Linked DNA regions of Mus musculus: regions 2 and 3 are each linked to region 1. The links are chromatin contacts, called in public HiChIP or PLAC-seq and capture Hi-C maps. All regions are on one chromosome and are shown on one strand. Each heading gives the region's core, a stretch centred on a gene start, on an enhancer-like site or on the middle of the called end of the contact. The rest is flanking DNA. Distances are from core to core; before and after follow the strand shown. Region 1 holds the start of Pnliprp2 (pancreatic lipase-related protein 2). Region 2 holds the start of Shtn1 (shootin 1). Region 3 holds the start of Kcnk18 (potassium channel, subfamily K, member 18).

The links. HiChIP or PLAC-seq counts read pairs in DNA pulled down with a chosen protein or histone mark. Capture Hi-C pulls out chosen DNA fragments and counts their contacts.
Region 2: an H3K4me3 HiChIP or PLAC-seq map of embryonic stem cells shows a contact between it and region 1, with 21 read pairs. The contact joins the promoter of Shtn1 here to the promoter of Pnliprp2 in region 1. A contact is called at or near these places in 1 of 484 Hi-C or Micro-C datasets (embryonic stem cells) and 2 of 115 datasets of contacts at active chromatin or transcription factors (both in embryonic stem cells).
Region 3: a contact with region 1 is called in a capture Hi-C map of embryonic stem cells, with 5 times the contacts expected there. The contact joins the promoter of Kcnk18 here to the promoter of Pnliprp2 in region 1. A contact is called at or near these places in 7 of 39 promoter capture datasets (the 3T3-L1 cell line, cranial neural crest, embryonic stem cells and 4 more), 4 of 15 datasets of contacts at CTCF or cohesin (embryonic stem cells, large pre-B cells, pro-B cells and 1 more), 49 of 484 Hi-C or Micro-C datasets (the C2C12 cell line, the HL-1 cell line, the N1E-115 cell line and 26 more), 6 of 115 datasets of contacts at active chromatin or transcription factors (astrocytes, embryonic forebrain, embryonic stem cells and 2 more) and 3 of 9 other capture datasets (adipose tissue, embryonic stem cells and liver).

The regions. Positions count from the first base shown.
Region 1 is chr19:58,757,314-58,761,553 of GRCm38.p6, forward strand. It overlaps Pnliprp2 (pancreatic lipase-related protein 2), which reads left to right and starts at 2,410. Exons shown (of 12, transcript NM_011128.2): 1 at 2,410-2,563; 2 at 3,040-3,194. The coding sequence starts at 2,476.
Region 2 is chr19:59,074,525-59,078,921 of GRCm38.p6, forward strand. It overlaps Shtn1 (shootin 1), which reads right to left and starts at 1,545. Exons shown (of 17, transcript NM_001114312.1): 1 at 931-1,545. The coding sequence starts at 988.
Region 3 is chr19:59,217,185-59,221,482 of GRCm38.p6, forward strand. It overlaps Kcnk18 (potassium channel, subfamily K, member 18), which reads left to right and starts at 2,464. Exons shown (of 3, transcript NM_207261.3): 1 at 2,464-2,805. The coding sequence starts at 2,550.

The sequences.
Region 1 (4,240 bases), core at 1,160-3,659:
TCCTGGCCTGTTCTGCTATGTTCTCAGCCCCAGGTTTCAAAGCTCACAAACAACTCTTTGGGCTATTTGACATAAATTACATGAATCACAGGTCTCAAGTTTTATTTTCTTTCAGAGGCACAGGCTGTGATCCTCAATCTGGTAACAAATGATGTCTTCCTTTGGTGTGACTCTTGCTTGGATGGAAAGATGGCATCTTGTAGAATCTCAAATTTGAAGGCAGTGAAGGAATAGACAACAGAAATGAAGACAATCCTGAAACATAACTTCTGTCCTGAAGTGAGGCAGAGAATTCAAACCCCACTAAGCAAATCTGCCGCAGACCCTTTCTGGTCCCTGTCTGCGTAGAACGGGTTTCTTGCAGGTGGACAAGGAGTTGGTGAATGACAAACAGAAGCGACACATGAGATTGTGTAGAATCTGAATGTAATTTGTCAAATCAAGCATCAAACTTTTTATACAGAAGAAAATAGGGAAGTTGGGTGACATGGTAAGGTACAAAGAAGTTACTGGATTCTTACACAAAACAGAGGAATGCAAACAGGGAATGACTGACAGGAACCAAATGAGATAAAATTCAGTGTTAACAACTGGGATCAAAAAGCACCTAAGGTCCACTTAATCTTAGAAACCAGGGGCAAGGGCTTTGTGCCCTTGCCATAGTTCCTATTCTAGTCTATTGTATAGTCCACCTTCCCCCTAGGCCATAGTAAATACTTGTGTATGGGTGTAACTCAGCTATCTATAGTTCTAAGTATCTACTCTGGTTCCTTCTTAGATCACAAACTTCCTTCTTCCTAGATAATGATAAATTCCTGTGTAGGGCAGTGACTTAGCTATCCATGTCCAAGGTCGGATCAAGGACTGCCTAGAATCTAACTTAGCTATATGTCAAAAAAAATCAATCCTTAGGAGCACTTGTGATAAAGCAATATTAAGGGAAAGCACACAGATCTGTTTACCAACTAAAGCAAGGACATTGGAGCATTCTTTATACAGGATGCCACGATTCCAGGAGACTAATTTTCCGTGAACTTTTCGCCTTGGGACAGTGCCCAGGTTTTTGGGGCCTGTTGCACTTGTCACTACTGGAGTGGATGTAGCACAAAACCCCTGAGCAGTTTTCTAGTGAGTTTAGCCTTTGGAAAGTGTTTCCTCACATGGCATAAATCTGTTTTATCGGACTTCTGGAAGTGAGGATGACCATGTCCTATCCTTGGCCTTCGGAACAAAACCTGGAACCTGGGAATAACAAGAAAGACTTCTCACATTACAGGAACTGTAACTCTGGTGTCTAGCTCTCCCTCAGAGCAGTGTGTGCCAGGAGAGCCACCACTGTTCTCTATGGAGATGTTTCCCTTGATTCTTTGACTGATCTGTAGCTGGAGCCATGGTCACACTCAACCAGGCCTAGGAGTTGCTCACGTATTCAGAAGAGGTGGGGGTGGGGGGGAGGACTGCTGATGCCAAGGCACTCTGTAGAAAGCCACACAGCTACCTGTGCTGTCTCAGCAGCTATCCGCGACCCTTCAGTGATGTCTGTCCCCCTTGGTCAGAGACTGGAATCAAGGGCATTGAGTTGACCACAGCCTCAGTACCAGATGGGCTGCCTAGCTTAGTGAAGCCTGGGCAAGCGGAGAACATCTGAGGGCTGTTAAAGCTAGGAAATGCCAACTTGGATACTTTCCCACTGTATATCCTTCAGTGTGTCCACGCAATGCCAACTTGAAACACGGCAGGGTGGCACCTGGCTACTCACTCAGGACGGCTTCTTAGCTCTGAAGGAAAGAAAACATTTCCACTTCTTATCTCCAGGTCAAAGTACCACAGGTGCTTTGCAAATGGCAAAGATTGTTTCTAAACAAACCTGGTTGGAAACAAAGTCACTGGTATGGCTATCTCCTTCTGTACCCTCTGTGCCTTTCCAGCCTCTTTCTGAGTTCACTGAGGCTGAGGACTGCTGCCCACCTGTTCCACCCCTCAAGTGACCAAGTTGTGTATCTTCACAAATACTCCTTTTCATTGTTTATGATAACTGGGGTTCAGAGCACTCATGTGCAGCTTTATCTCTCCTGCCCTGTTATTTCTTCAATGGAGTTCAAAAAAGAAAACTTGTTTATAAAGGGTCATGGCCTCTGGTCATAACTATACATCCCAGTGTACCACAGTAAATCATAGTGACACCTGAACAAGGAGAGAAGCTGGGCTTAGGGCCAAAAGGGGAGGTGACTTCAGGAGAAGACTTTGAGCCGGAAGGTCCCAGGGTGGTGCTGCCACGATCATTAAACTCTGGGAGGCCTCAGCATCCGGTCCCGCCCACTGGGGATAGCCCCACCTACACAGCCTCCCGTACCGCCCACCCGGGACAGCCCCACCTACACAGGCTGCCGGTCTTCTAGTTGTTCACATTCCCCAGTGCACTCCAGAACCAACTGCCTCTTTGGGTCCAGCCTCTGCTGGCCTCATCCCTATCCTATGCCTATGGATGTCCGTGGATGTCTGTTTCCATCCGTGCAGATGTTGCTCTGCTGGCTCGTCAGCCTTCTGCTGGCCACAGTCGGAGGTGAGGATGCTGTCACCATCCCTCTAGAGGAAAGATGATGTCCTGAGCTTGATATCATGGAGACTGAGATGGATAAATGGCATGTCATGCTTAGTAAGAACTTAATGTTTAAGTAGTAATTAGTTCATGCTAAGTAGTAAGTACTTAACGTGAAGAACTGTGTGACTTGCACTGAGCTGCCTGGCAGCTTCCTGTGCTATTTTATCATAGGTGGATGTGCTTTGAGTTTTGCCTGTGGGCAAGGGTGCTTACTAAACATGCCATTGAAGGACAAACCTAGGACCCTCAGGGTAGAGTGTCTGAGAAAGAAACCTGGAAGTGTGTATGTGTTAGATGTGTCCAGCACCCAACAGCTCTTACAAGTGCAGAAGATCCAGGGTCCACCTGGAAACCCTTCCTGTGACAGATGATATTACTCCTTCCCAGAACCTTATGCCTGTCCTGTTTGTGGTTTGTTCTCCCCCCGCCCCCTCCAGGGAAAGAGGTTTGCTATGGACACCTTGGATGCTTTTCCAATGACAAGCCCTGGGCAGGGATGATTCAGCGGCCTTCGAAGATATTCCCTTGGTCCCCAGAGGACATTGATACCCGCTTTCTTCTGTACACAAACGAGAATCCAAACAACTACCAAGTAAGTGTGGGCATGGAGTGCCTGTGTTGGGTGACAGGAGTCAGTATGAACCACATACTGGGGCCACTAAGTGGCTGGCTAGGGCATAATTAACACTTTGGGACTGTCCTAGTGTGGGAGTTCTTGTCTCTAAGGGTCATAAGCCTTGAGTATCTCAGAAAATATACAAATAAAATACCAAAGTGTACACGGGGACATTTATGGAGAAGCCCAGGCAGAACCCATCTAAGCACTCCATCCCTTCTCTCATGGAGCAATAATATATGCATAGCCTTCCCAGGATGATACAAGACAGGAAAGGAAGACATGCAATTCAACACAAAGGATTTGAAAATATGAGGTCTCTGGGGAGATTATCAGAACAGGCCTATTCCAGATGGTCAGGTGACCAGGGAGTTCTTTTAAACGATGACATTGCTATGAGTTTAAGTAGTTCAAGCTTTGGCCCCTGGCAGGTGGGTCTATCTCTGGGTGCCTGGGGTTATCTACTACGGGACTTAGTTCCTCCATCTTGGAAACTATGTAGACACAATGGCCATTCCTGTCTTTATTGTCTTATCTTTCTAGCATTTGCTGGCATAAGAGTCCCCAGCAAACCTGTGGGCATATGGAAGTCTATGTTGAAGTACCAGGCTCCCCAAGCTGGAGCTCAGGCCCTGTGGCTTCTAGACAAGAGTTTTCTACCTTCCTTATTCCAGGAATCTCTTTAGCTACCCGAGGAAGCCTGCAGGCCCTTCTCAGGATAGCATGTCCAAATAGACACAATAAAATGTAATGGACTACAAAGAAAATCAGAGATTGAAAACAGTCATCAGCATGTGAGAAAGACAGAAAATATGTAGCATAGTATTAAATGTGCAATTTTATCATCTCAGTAAAGACTGATCTGGTTCAAGCTTCATGAAGACGGACAGTCAGAGAACATGCGCTTTCCAGATTCACAGGACTCAGCCACAGGGTTCTAGACCTGGGATCTCACTGGTCCCATCGGTCTGGCTGCCGCAGGTCTGCAGATGGGCCAGGACAACATTCAAATTCATCTTCTC
Region 2 (4,397 bases), core at 295-2,794, 320 kb after region 1:
ATTTGAAGAGCAGCAAGCGGCTCAAGTCCTTGCTAGGACCTCTTAAGCCACCTGGCTCAGTCACAAGACTCAGTGATGGGAAGACACCAACTTCCTGGAGAGCTGAGTCAAGAAGAGGAATAGGACCATTGAGCAGGGCCCTTCCAATGTTAGCAAGTCCTGCAGCAAAGAGCATGCATGACCTTTTACCTCCTAAACCTGTGCAGTTCCTCTTTCTTGACCCATATTCTCAAACCACACTTTGAACAGGATAATTAGTCGTGGTATTTTTAAAGTGTGTCAGATTAACTGTCTCTAGGATCTTGCTTTGTTCACAAATGTTCTGATGGCAATCATTAGCTACCAAGCGGTAGAGAAAAGCATGCAAAACGGCCTGGATTTCCAGCCCCAGCCCCGCTTCCTCATTAAGCCCCACACAGGCAGGGTGTCGACTCACTGACTAATAAATTGCTAAAAATGGGAAGTGATAAGAACACATCGGTTCCCTGAAAAATCCCAGCTGGGTAAAGAAAAAGGAACTAGACCGAACCCAAAAGAAGGGAACGCTGCAGGCCCAGGAACGCCAAAGTGTGCAAGGGTGCGGCCTCAGCTAGGAGCCAGGCCAACTGAGCCACTACCCGGCGCCCAGCGATCCTACCCTACCCGGCTCGCTACTCCCGCGTGGACTGAGGTGCGTGCCCTGACCCTGTCCACGCCCGACGCGTGTCCCTTTGCCCGGGTCGCGCGCCCTAGTCCTGCAGGGCGCGCGATCCCACTGCGGGAAGACGCTGCAGCTCCTCCGCCCAGGGCGCTGCACCCCATGGCGCTTGGGGATGCGGGGTGACCGCGGCGGCCTCACGGTCCCTTGGCCACGGCTGGCACCTGCGGCTGCGCCCAGAGCTGTCCCGCCCGAGGCCGCTGCTGGGCACCTGCGGCAGCCGGCCCACCTACCTTGCTCCTTCAAGCTGGTGATGAGCTGCAGCTGCTTCTCCTCGTCCGAGCTGTTCATTTTGGCGGGTGGGGCTGGGGATAAAAGGCAAGGAGGGAGAGGCGAGGGGGACACGGGGGAGGGGGAGCAGAAAGCAAGATGCCGGTGGCGCGGCGTGCGGCTGCACTACCCGGAAGTTGGGATCGCTCCCGCTCCTCCTCCTCCTGGCGCGCCGCACGCGGTGAGATCATCCCACGCACCTACTCGCGGGCCCTGGCTGCCCCACCTGCGGCGGGCGGGTCTGGGCGCCTGGCCCGGTAGGGGCGTGGGCCGCTGGAGGCGGGTGAAGTGTCACGGCCCTGGGGCGCCTGCGATCCTCCCAGGTGGCTGTATGCGGTTCTGCTAAGGCCGCCGCTGCGCCAGGCTTTCCACCCGAGGCGCGCACCATGGAGACTCGACCCGGGTTCCCCAGGTCCGCCACCCTAGAGCTGGACAGCGGATCTGAGCAGGACCGGACGGACCCCAGAGGACCAGGCTCCTATCCTAGTTCTCAGTCACTGCTCATTGGAGCCAGGGCTGGAAAACCCTCTGTTCTACACCATGCACCTGTCCACCAAGCAAGTGCATGTTTGCAGTCTGTCTGGCTAATTGAGTCACCGCAGTCTTGAGGAGTAGGGGGTAGTGGGTAGCAGTCTGAGGGAGGGAGGGAGGGAGGGAGGGAGGGAGGGAGAGAGAGAGAGAGAGAGAGAGAGAGAGAGAGAGAGAGAGAGAGAGAGAGAGAGAGAGAGAGAGAGAAGAGGTGATGGGGGCGTGGCAGTCTGATCGCAGTTCCAGCGTGTGTGAAGAGGCCAGAGTCAGAACCTGGGCCCTGCCTCCAAGTGCCTCACCAGGCCAGAACTGCAGGGAAGGTCATCTGGTTCCGGTGGGAGGATCTTGCATCTTGGGGAGGCTGGCACTGCACTCTGAATACCCAAGGTCACTTTGTTGCATGACAGGGAGCCTCCTGTGTAAGGACTGAAGACAGTCCTTGCCTCTCTTAAGGACCCTCGGTGGCATTTACACCCAACTCTGGGGTAGACCTGGGCAAACATATCTAGGCAGGCTTGCATTCTCCAACTCTAGTTCTCCTAACATTTGCTTGACTCTCCCAAGCTCTGGAATTGGTCTAAAGAATGGAAATAATAAAGCATACTCTTTTAGAATTTAAAAAATTGAACAGGGAGAGGAATTTGACCACAACATCAAATCTAAAAAATAGAAGTGCTTGTCTAGCATGCGCTAAGGCCCCACAATCCATCCGGTCCACCTCCAATAAGGTGGACCGAATGGATAGGTATGCCGCCTGCTCTGCGCAGAGGATTTTTTGTTTTTTATGATTACAGGTGTTATGGTTGCTAATAACAAGTTGAGAAAAGCACAGTTCTTTATTCCAATCATTAAGCGCTCCAGATAAATCCGGGTTAAGTGAGCCTTCTGCACAGCCCTCGTTTTCTTCATCCTCTCTAAACTCATATAGAACACCAGCTCTTCATTCCTTGCGTCTCAATTTAGGCAAACGCCCCAACTCGGCTGGTAGTGGCCCTGCCAGGAGACGTGTATTGATATTCCCATAGATCCTATTACCAGTATCTTTCTGGTACTCATTATTCATACCATCTCGTGGTGACCGTTGAAAAATCAGAATCGGCTATTCCCTTTTAAGAAATGGCAGTGGTTTAGAATGCATAGTTTAACTGTTCGGGTGGCCTGAGGTGGCAGTGTGGATTTCTAAGTAAAAAGAATGAAAGATGGAACTTTATGAAATTATTTCAGTGTGGGGATTTTGCTATTTGGTCCTTCCTGGAATGTTTCATAAGAATGTTTCATAAGTTCAAAATATTTTCCAGTCAGCTACAGTGATGATCATAAAGATTGGTATAGGCTCAGGACACACAAGACCAAGTTCTCTGCCCAAAGATTTGCCCCAAAAGGACAAAGGTCAAGGAGTAAGAAACAAAGACAGGAGATAGAGGATGAGGGAGAAGGAAAAGGGAACAAGGGAGGAGGGGACATGGTATTTGTCCTAGAAAGACAAAGGACAGCCTCTAGATGGGAGCCAGACATGGCCCATAGGAAAATGGTGGTTTATATAAGGTAAGGGGAGAAACCCTATGTTAGGATGAGGTGTTTAATTTTAATTGGGCATGTTAATTAGGTGAGTCAAAGGGGCTTTTGTTTCCCGGACTTCAACACTTAGATTGCTGAACCTTGGTAGTCAGCCTCAGGAGGAGGGAGTGGCCAAATAAGGGAATAGATTTTGATGGTTAGTTTTAGCAATGTAATCTAATGGTTTTTAGCCAAGACAGGGGGAATAGAAGAGAAGGGCAAGGCTTGCCAGAGCCATGCTTGACATGTTAACATGCCTGGGGTAGTTAGAGCTCCTTCAATGATCCCAAAAGATAACCACATGGTCTTTCTCCTGGGGTTACCTTTTTAGTCCTAGGACTTGAAAGGTAGGAGATATGCGAGTTTTTAGCCAATTGCATGACCATATGAGGATGGGCTGCCACCAGGTGTTTTGTGAAATGAATGATAATTTATTTCTAGAAACACACACACACACACACACACACAGAGAGAGAGAGAGAGGAGATTCAAGTGATCAGAAATAACTACCTAGCTTTGTAAGGCAGCCATGAAGCTTGTTAGCCTATGACCAAACCCAAGGAACCAGAAGTACCTTCTCCAGCTCCATCACAGGGAAGCAGGATGTCCTGTTGATATTTAGATTGGTTTACAAATCTCCACTCTTTTAAATGGCTGATAGAATTGTCAATTCCAACAACAGTATGATGTCTGGGGAGTTTGAGAGTCTCAAATTGAAATGTTTTGGCCTCACAGTGAATCGGTGGCTCATTGAAATGAATTCCATGTACCCTCTTTGAATTAAAATAGCCACCTGAAAAACAAAGCCCTATTATCCTGAGGCCATGCTATGAATTATTAGGCTAACTATTAGATTTACTTCTTGGGATACAGAGCTTCTGTTACAATGACTTATTTATATGGCATGAATATTGATAGGAAGGATAGAGTTATATAATTAGTTTTTGTTCTGCTTAATAATGCATACGGGGATTTGTGTTTCATTGCATTGACGCTGTTAGTAACCATCAAACAACATCAAATTTGAAACATCTTGAAATGTTTGTGTGTTATATACGTATATGAGGTCAGGAGGTACCTTCTAAAGATGAACTAAAAGACTTGTAACAAACATGGGATTGTGGCTGTCTCTAGGGATAGAAGACGGAATATCTGACTCTAAGGAAGGAGATAGAGAAGGGAGCACAATGAGGCTATTTAGTACTTGTTTGCTTTTTGGTAATTACAATGTATGTAATTTTCTGTACTATGTAGATAAAACTATGATGTAGCGAGATTTGTCATCTTTGACCCACTCATTCTGTGTTAGGGAGTCAATCCTTAGAGACTTGCCTGCAGGGTTATT
Region 3 (4,298 bases), core at 1,214-3,713, 460 kb after region 1:
GAAGACTTCACCCCTATATTCTATGTATTTACTTGTCAATTGAGACAGGGTCCTGTAGTCTGGGCTGGCCTCGGGCTCACTAGGTAACTAGGGATGATCTTGGATCTACCCTTTTATGTAACTCACAGGTTCTGGGACTCTGAGCATGTGCCAGGACACCATGTTTCTATAAGGCTGGAAACAGGATCCAGGGCTCGATTCATCCTAGGCATGCTTTCTGCCATCAGGGCTATATCTCCAGCTTTGTACATCTGTCTTTTCTGGAAGAACTGTCCTTATCTTGTTAAGCCTATAGAAGATCACATGACCTCTCCTCAGGGCAGAATCAAAGGGCTACAAGTAGAAATTTAAGCAAGAAGTAATTCTCTGGAGGCTGCACATATCGGTAGGTGGGGTCAAATAAGCAAGCCTTGGAGGTCTGGCTTTCTCTCCCACCCTCTTCCTGCCAACCTTTTATATGAAGACTTTCTTCCTTCCGTTCCCACACTCTCCCCTGCCGTGATTAAAACCCGCAGGATACAAATATAAAGTTGGCTGTACAACTTGATTGTAACACAGCAATTTGATCTTTAGGAGTCAATGCCATGCTTCATGTAGGCGTGTAATTGGCTTCTCATTACTTGTAAAAGACTTGGTGGGTTATTTGTGCTTGAGCAGCTTGGCCCCTGAATGCCTGTATGAGAGGTGGGAGGACTGGGGGAGAGAGTGGAGTAGAATATGGTGGCCAGGGTCTTCTGGAGAACTGCGCTATTCCTCCCGTCTTGGTCCATTCACGTTTATAGCAAAAGCCGCACATTGGGTAATTTATAAAAAGCAGTAGTTAATGTCATGCAATTCTAGAGCTAGAGATCCAGTGTGACACTACTCAGAGTGTCAGTATCTGATGAGGACCTACTCTGCTGACCACATCCTCACCTGGGGGCTGCTTACTTTGCCTTCTGAGTTAGTTCTTCCAAGCTGTATATAATGGTGACTAATTATTTTACTGAGAATTAATAAACTCTAAAAACTCTTTTTAAAGTAATTTTTTACTATTACGCTGTGTATATGGATGTTTTGCCCGCATGTAATTCTGCATACCACGTACATATAGTTCCCGTGGTGCCCAGAAGATTCACTGGATCCTATGAAGTTACAGACAGCTGTGAGTCGTCGAGTGAGTCCTAGGAATCCAACCGAGGTGCTCTGGAAGAGCAGCCAGCGGTCTCTCCAACCCTGAGAGTTTATTTCTTCATAATTTTTAAGTATCTATTTATTAGTGTGTGCGTTCACGTGCACATGCATGCACATACCATGGAACACACATGGAAGCCGGAGGGCAACTTGCAGAAGCCAGTTCTCTCATTCCACTTGTGGATTTCGGTTGTCAAGCCTGGTAGCATGCACCCTGACCTGCCGAGCCAAGAGGCGCTCTTTTTCTAGTCACCTCAGACAGAAGGACATTGACTCAGCAGCAGAGACAATTCTACCCAAGTCCAGGTGGATGGGCAGCTCATAGACAGCTACATCGCTAAAGAAGGGTCCCTCTCCCCGGCCTCTGACGTATCCTCAGAACGGGGAGGGACCTTGTGGATGTCTCACGTGGGTAGTCACAGATGCTCTGATTCCCAGCTAGCAATAGCCACATAAGACCCAAAAGACAGAATTTCCTAACAGAGAAAGTTTCCTAACAGAGTTTCCTAACAGAGAATTTGGGAGGACAACTACATTCAAGCCAGAACACTTCACTCACCCTGGATTAGAAAGATTTACTTTCCTCTAGAGGAGGAAGAGCTCAATAAATAGTGAGTTCAGGCTAGGTAGATGACTATGTGCCTTGCCGACATGAGTTCCATCCCCAAAATCATCATTTGAAAAAAAGAAGAAAAAGGCAGGGACTGACAGCACCTGTTTATGATCCCAGTACTGGGGAGGCGGAGCCTGGGGAGGCGGAGCCTGGGGAGGCGGAGCCTGGGGAGGCGGAGCCTGGGGAGGCGGAGCCTGGGGCGTTAGAGACAGGTGAAAGGGGTTTCCAGACCAGGCAGCCTGGACTATTTGGCAAGTTCCAGGTCACTGAGAGACCCAGACAGGTTCCAGCATTTTGGAAACAGTGAGCCTATGCTGTGCTAATTCTTATTCCTGTTGTCCAGTATTCCAGGTATGCCGGGGTAAGGAGTGCCTGAATTGTTCAGAAAGAACAGTCATTTGACTAAGTACTGAATGCCAGATTTGGTACCTGGAAACCGAAGCTGCAGTTTCAGAACAGGAAAGGCAGAGCAAAGTACAAAACAATCTCTGAGGTCCTCCTAAAGTCCCCGCCAGAAACTCTGGAGCTGGTCAGGAGGATCAATAACAATTTGGGGCACTAGCAGGGGCGCCATCCCAGTTGTTTGGATGAGCCAAACATGATGGGTTCCGGCTGCTTCCCAGTCCTCTGGGAAGCTCACGCACCATCCACTTAAGGCTGGAGCCTGGCCATTCTCCGGCCACTCCCACCTTCCTCTCCCAGGCTGTATGCTCCAGCCTCCTCTACACACTCCTCCTGTCCTGCCCTCAGCTGCTCCAAGAGGATGGAGGCTGAGGAGCCACCTGAGGCCAGGAGATGCTGTCCCGAGGCCCTGGGGAAGGCCAGGGGATGCTGCCCCGAAGCCCTGGGCAAGCTTCTGCCCGGCCTCTGCTTCCTTTGCTGCCTGGTGACCTATGCGCTGGTGGGTGCTGCTCTCTTCTCCGCTGTCGAGGGCCGCCCTGACCCAGAAGCAGAGGAGAACCCTGAGTTGAAGAAGTTCCTGGACGATCTGTGCAACATCCTGAAATGTAACCTGACAGGTAGGTGCCAAGGAGCCGTTACTGCCTCGGAGGTGCCCCGGCAGGAGGCTGTGAGCAGCTTGCCTATAACATTCTCACTCCTGACAGAATGTAGGCAAATGGTTTCCCCGGGTCTCACTTCTGTTCTCTGAGTAGTGGAGAGATGAACAGACGCCCTCCCAGGGGTGCAGTGAGGAAAGTTAGAGCCATAAGCAGGTGCTCTTAAGGCCCAGCTTTCCCTTCCCAGCTGTGCCTCAGGCTCCCATCAGCCCCACCCGGCCTCCAGGCCTAAGGAGAGGGTTAGTCCCTGGAGACTTGGTGGGTTGGGCGGGATCAGAGGTGCAACTCCAGCTTTAAGACTTCATGGAATCATCTAAACTGGGCTTGGATTTCCCCAGAATGGTCATATTGATTCCTATTTCAGTCTGTTTGCAGTGGGCTTGTAGGGGGTGGGGTCAGGGGCTGGGACTGGTGATGGCCAGGTTGTTGTTTTAGCTGAGTGGGTGGGATTCGTGCCTGCAGGACCATATCCTGCGGGAGAGAAGGGGAACCCACCTTCTGAGACCAGCCAGTAGTAAGAACCCTTTTCCAGCGGAGATGAGATGCACTAGGTCTCTGCAAGGCAGGAGATGCTCGTCAGGCATCCTTAGTGCCTGTCCATCTGTATTGCATCCCTTGATTTGGTTTGGTCGTGCAAAGGAATAATCAACAGAGTACTAGAAGGCCAGAGATGAAAGATAGTCAGCAGAGCGAGAGAAAATAAAAGAGAAAAAGAAATAAATGAGAAAACAGAGCCTGCTTTCCCCTGCTCACGGTCCTGCATGGCCTTTGCATGCCAGTGCTCCCTGGGGACATGGTTTGGGGGCAGCTGGTGCTCCCCGGGAACATGGTTTGGGGGCCTTGTCAGCTGGGTCTGAGTGAAAGCTGGTCCCAGAGAGCAGAGACCCGCTCTGTGGAGGGTGCCTCTTTCTTGCACCTTTGTCATAGCGACGGTTCTACTCAGTGGCCAGGGAGATGCTTAGGTGCTGTTGGGACACTTGCGGCTGTCATAAGACTCCTGTCTCCATCAAGTTCAGGGCTCCCTGAACCAGCCCCCACCTCAGATTCACCCAGGGGTCTTCTTAAATCACACATCTCCAAGCTTTCTTCCAGATCCACACAATCAGGATCCCTGAGGCTGGACTGGAAATCTCATTTGTCAAGGGGATCCTGGACACACAGCAGCAGGGTGTGCAGTCACGGAGCATCGGGGAGTCAGAGGCTGATTAGTGTTAGTGAGATGGCGTCATGAATTTTCTCACTTAATCCTCCCCAGGCACCCTGACCTTGGGTAAGAATTGCCTCCTTTTGATAGAAGCCCTGGAAGGTTATGTAACTTTCAGAGTTCACCTACAAGCCAACAAGTCAGGAATTCTGTCCCAGGCATTTGCCCTCCTGTAGAGTCTGAGCTTTCCACCAAGCTACACCACTTGGCAAATGGGGAAACTGGGGCTTAGAAAGCAGCCTTTTGTCTA